Linked DNA regions of Macaca mulatta: region 2 is linked to region 1. A link is a contact called in public Hi-C data. All regions are on one chromosome and are shown on one strand. The core of a region is the stretch at or near the end of the contact, and the rest is flanking DNA. Distances in the headings are between cores, read along the strand shown.

The links. A called contact is a pair of places that touch in the nucleus more often than the background predicts.
Region 2: a Hi-C map of fetal cortex germinal zone shows a contact between it and region 1, with 2.7 times the contacts expected there. The contact joins the promoter of LOC701129 here to the promoter of ZNF248 in region 1. A contact is called at or near these places in 5 of 14 Hi-C or Micro-C datasets (CD4 T cells, blood, fetal cortex germinal zone and 2 more).

Annotation. Positions count from the first base shown.
Region 1 is chr9:53,235,244-53,238,021 of T2T-MMU8v2.0, reverse strand. ZNF248 (zinc finger protein 248) reads left to right here and starts at 1,335. Exons shown (of 4, transcript XM_077946261.1): 1 at 1,335-1,414.
Region 2 is chr9:53,348,649-53,351,426 of T2T-MMU8v2.0, reverse strand. It overlaps LOC701129, which reads left to right and starts at 1,423. Exons shown (of 7, transcript XM_077946268.1): 1 at 1,423-1,997.

The DNA of each region.
Region 1 (2,778 bases), core at 86-2,585:
GGCTAAAGGCAGGTCATCTGCTGTGCTCCTGATCCAGCGAGGCGCCCACTGCTGCTCCAGTCTGGCTAAAGGTTTGCCATTGTTTCTGCACAGCTAAGTCCCGGGTTTGTCCTAATGGAGCTGAACACTAGTCACTGGGTTTCAGTTCTCTTCCATGACCCACGGCTTCTAATAGAGCTATAACACTCACTGCATAGCCTAAGATTCCATTCCTTGGAATCTGTGAGGCAAAGAAACCCAGGTCAGAGAACACGAGGTTTGCCACCATCTTGGAAGTGGCCAAGCACCATCTTGGGCGCTCTGGGAGCAAGGACCCCCGGTAACAATATCCTTGATTGGATGCTGGAACAGAAAAAGGGCATTAGTGGAAGAACTGCTTAAGTCTGAATAAACTCTGCAGTTTATACCCGTGGTATTTTCTTAGTTTGATAAATATACCATGGTCATGTAAAATACTAACGCTAATAGAATCTGGGTGAAAGGCATATGGGAACTATCTTTGCAACTCTTCTGTAAATCTGAAATTATGAGCAAATGAAAAGTTTTAAAAAAATGGACAATGACCAAGGAGTTGATTTTTTAAATGAAAAGTTGTAACACACCCATATGCTCATAGTGTGCTGAAAATGCCAGATATGCACATGAAAGAATGTATGCGTAGTTTTGGGTAAAATAAGAGCGTGCTTTTTCTTCAAATACGTTACTCAAACAGCTTTTTTTTTTTTTTTTTTTTAAACATATAAACAATTTTATGTTTGGGTCTTGAATTGCTAGCTTCTATTTTTCCTTATTCCAGAGAATAACCATACTGGTCACAGACGTTATTCTCTTCTAGTCTTTCAGTTAAACATTAACATGCATGTTCGTGAATGAATTCAAGCACACCTTTCCTTCTCCTGGCTTGTGTCTAAAAGGCACATTGGTTTGATCCACAACCTCTGGGGGTACTGACAGAATCCTGGTTCCAAGCAAGAGTGGGTAACTGAGACAGTAATCTCTCAACCCACTAAACAAGGCTGTTTTGTAGGAAAGCCTCATTTATGATGACCAGCATGATACAAAATGGGGAATCTTGAAAAATATACTGAACAATGTATGTGTCAGACACCGGTTTAAGTGCTTTTACAACGTAAGCGCCTCCAATTCTCATAAAACTCCTACTAGCTAGGCACTATCATTAGCCTCATTTTACAATTGAGGGCTGCGGCCAGAGCAGACCAACAGCCTCCTGGGGCTTCGCTTCTAGGAGGTAGCGCCGCTTCCATGCCCCGCAGCCACCAGCCTAACTCGGGCGCTCGGCCGCTCCCTCTGCGCATGTGCATCCCCGCCTTCCCCTTCTGGCGTGTCCTTCCTCGGCCTCCAGTCCGTTGTGGGAAACCCCTCGCCTCCGGGTCCACGCGGCGAGAAGCGGCGGGTGAGCCCCGGAGTACTGGGCGAGGGCCAGGGGGTCCCCGCGCTGCCCCAAAGGCGGGCGGGCAGCGGCTATAGCTCGAAGGTGGGGAGGGATCCCTGGCGCCTGCGGCGTTGAAGGGACCGTGGGGCAAGGGCGTCTCTATCATAAAAGGATGAGGTCTGGCGTGGGAACGTGAGTTCCGGGGCTCGCGGGGGTCCTTATGCGTCAAGTCCCTGCGCCTGGCCTCCAGCTGAGTCTTGTAGCAGCGAATGGATAGTGCGCGTTAGCCCGAAGGGGAGGGAACTGGCTCCGGGGGGCGGGGGGAACAGCCCGCGTGCGTAGCGTGTGACGTTTGCCGTGCGCGTGCGCATGGCGTTTGATATCTGCGTGTGTGCTTTTTGTGCGCTGGGCCCGCGGGGAGGGGGCGGGGCTGCGGGGGAGAACGACTGCGCCGGGTGCGCGACAAATGAATTAGACACAATTACCCACGGGAGACTCGGTTTTCCTCTCTGTAAATTGCGGATATCTGGAATACTTGCCGCCTTGGGTTGTTTTGAGCACTTTCGTTGTTTAGGTGCTGTATTTACTGGGTGTGCGTTTCCTGGGAGAGTCCGCCTGCACCGGCCCCAGGGCCTCTGCGGGTGGAGTGCAGGAGCAAAGGGGCTGGCCTAGCTGCCCACCAGGGCCCCTTCTGGCTCTGACCGCCCTCGTATCCCAAGTAATTATTTACACGTTGCGCGTTCGTTTATGTATTATGTGTAATCATGGCACAGTATCCTGAAGCCGTCGGAGTCTGTGTGCCGGTGCAAGGTCTGGGACAAGTTTAAGAAGAGAGAGGTGAGCTGGAGTTGAGGGGTGGGCGCGCAGGCTAACAGGAGTGTCACCTCTGGAGAGTCTGAGGGTAGGGACGGGTGAAAGGCTCACGGCCACAGCGAAGGAAATGCTGTCATCACCCCTCCGCGAACACCCGGCACATCCAGATGAACTGCTGAGCTTCCTCCTCTCCTGGCCTGATACCCCGCCGGATGGTAGTGCAGGCAGGTCCTACTTGGGTTATCTGTTTTGATCTTATTTGAAAACGGGAAAACAAAACTGAGTTTGAGGAGGTGACTAGTTCAGATCTTGTCATTCGTTAGAGGCAGACTGAGATTAGAAGTCAAGTCTGCAGTTTCCCTAGCCACTGCTTCCTATTTTGTTGCTCTATGTCACAGTTTCTCATTAAAAGATCCTTTTGAGGAATTGTTAGCAAGTTAGAACATTTTTAAACTTGGTTAAACACCGCATCCCTTTTTTTAGAGGTTTTTTGCATTGTCTGACCTCAGGGCGTTAATGGTGTTAACAGGTAAATAGGTAAACAATATGGCCTGAATTTTTTTTTTCCCTAC
Region 2 (2,778 bases), core at 174-2,673, 110 kb before region 1:
CCTGCCTGTCATAGAGACACCAGAAACTTTACTTTTCATTTGCATAACAGCAATTAACTAACACTGACGGCTACCCTAATTATCAGGTGAATTTCAGATGAATTATGCATAGCAAATGGTGTCATACAGTCGTCTTGAGGACAAGTTATCTTTTACCTTGAGAAAATGGAATGCGTTGTACCAGACCTGCTAATATAAAAAATGATAGTTCTTCTTGTCTTCATAAAATCATTAGTGGGTTGCCTGTGACGCACATTGCAGTCTGGTTTAATGTTTATTCAATAATGTAACTGTTTTGTTCTTTTCTCCATCTGTGGAGATAATTTTCTGGGTTGGCAAGAGGCTTTATTTTAAATTATTTCCTCAATACCTCCCAACCAGAAAAGTGGGGTGTGTGTGTGTGTGTGTGTGTGTGTGTGTATTATGTGTGCATATTTTGTATATGTATATACATTTGTGTTTATACACATGACAATATATGGTTTTTTTCCCTAGATGATTCTACTTGTTTTAATGTAATAAAGTTATTGACCAGGAAATACATAATTTGTTTTACATATACAGCCAAGTCCTCTCTCTGTATCCGTGGGTGATTAGTTCCAGGACCTCCCTGGATTACTCAAATCCAGGGATGTTCAAGTCTCTGGTAGAAAATAACCTGGTATTTGCATAACTTACACACCTCCTCCAGGATACTTTAAATTATGTGTAGATTAATTGTAAACCTAACACAGTGCAAATACTATGTAAAGTTGTATTGTATTGTTTAGGGTATAATGACAAGGGGAAAAGTTTGTACATCCTCAGTAAGATTGAATTTTTAAGTATTTTCATTCCGAGCTTAGTTGAATCCATAGATAAGGACCCCCGGGATAAGGAGGGATGGTTATATATATTCCTTAGTGAAATGATAGTCATGATACTCTATACCATTAGGTTAAAATTTGTGTAAATTCATGAGAAGGATGTACACCTAACACTAAGCAATTTTGCTTTTGGGAAGTGGTACACTCGTTTTATTTTAGCTTATACATATTTTGTAGTTTATTACGTTTTGCGTATCGTTTGCACAATTGTGAAAGCTAGCATTCCTAAGAAGAAGCGGTTACACGGCATTACCCTTCATTACTCCATGTACTTTTGTACCCACGGAGTTCAACCACTTTAACAAAACTGCCCATCAGTGTTCCTTGGGGCACCTCACGGTAGCCTTCTGTCTTCAAGCGCGGACGTGCGAAGGTTCAGCTCTCCGCCATCACCGAGCGAAGCCAGCGCCAGCCCCAGGAAACCCGACCGCAAACACTCAGGACCCTGGAGGAGGCCGCGCCTCACGACGTCATCCAAGATGGAGTCGCAGCCGGGCCTTCTGGGAAGCGTAGTTCTGGAGCAGGGCTCGGGAAACGTTCTGCGCATGTGCAGTGCCGTCTCCTTTCTGGCGTCGGCGTTTTTGTCTTACGCCCTAGGGTGGGGAGAGGACTCCGCTGCCTCCGGGTCTCGGCTGGGCCGCAAAGGGCGGGGCCTGGGCCCGGCGCTGGCCAGGAGCAGAGGCCGAGACCCTGCAGGTGTGTCGAAGGCTTTTGCGGGCGGGCAGGGCCCGGGAGGCGGGGTCTCGAGCCTGGAAGCCGCCTCCTGGCCCCGGAGCGGCCTCCGCGGAGGGTCCCGGGTGGGAGCGGCCTGGCGGGGAGGTTGGCCATCTGCGCTGGCGCTCCTGCCCGGAATGGCGTTTGCGCGACCTGCTTGAGGGGTGGCCAGAGAAGGCCTGCGGTGGCCGGGCAGCGGGCGCCTGGAGTAGCCACATTGTGTGACGTGACCGGAGCTGCCACGTCAGGCGCGCTGGCCGCTGCAGACTCGGCGCTCGAAAGCCACAGGGACGTGGGCTCCGGTACAGCCTCTGTAGGTGGTCCCGCTGCGGCTGGACGCCCATTTGGCAAATGATGGGGGCCTTTGGGTACTGAATAGGGTAGTAGATGTAAAGTATGATACAGGACTCAATAAAGGTGAGCTGCTTCTATTATTACAAGACATGTTGTTTTCATTATTGGCTCATTTAATCATCGTAACCATCCTTTCGACTGAACCACCTCCGTTTAAATAAATGTGACTACTAAAGATTCAGAGAGAGAAATTATTTTACCCACAGTATTAGCAGGTGGGTTGTAAATCCTCACTTTTTCCTCTGAATTCATGCGCCTTCCCACACTAAAATCCAGTCTTGGCTTGTATTTAGCACAACATTTGTCCCTTGAGCACCACCAGAACGTAGCTGTGGAGTGTACTTGAACCCAGTCTTAACCACGTAGTGTTGTGTTTCCAAAAATGCTTGGGGGAATCTTCAGAGCCCTTGAGTCAAAAGGTTAATTATTTAAGGCCTTCCTGCATCCTCCAACCTTAGTGTCTTCTCAGAGGACTGTGAAACGTGTAAATTGAAACCACAATTTGAGGGCTCAATTTTGCATTTTACAGGAGAAGCGGGGAATCCCATCCAGCCCAGAGGCTAGTTTCTAAAGACAGGAAATGGGACAAAGAATTTTTTTAAAGATGAAGACTGCAGTTCATCAGTTCCCCCATTTTATGGTGGTGATATGATAATGCCTCTCATTGGCTGATAACTGAGCTTAGGCATTTTGTAAGCACCATGCTAGCTGGAAGTGGTTTTTGCTGCTTATTTTCGTTTTTTTTTTTTTTTTTTGGTACATAATATACATATTTATGGGGTACGTGTGATATTTTGATATATGCATACAATATGTCATGATAAAATCAGGGTAATTATAATAT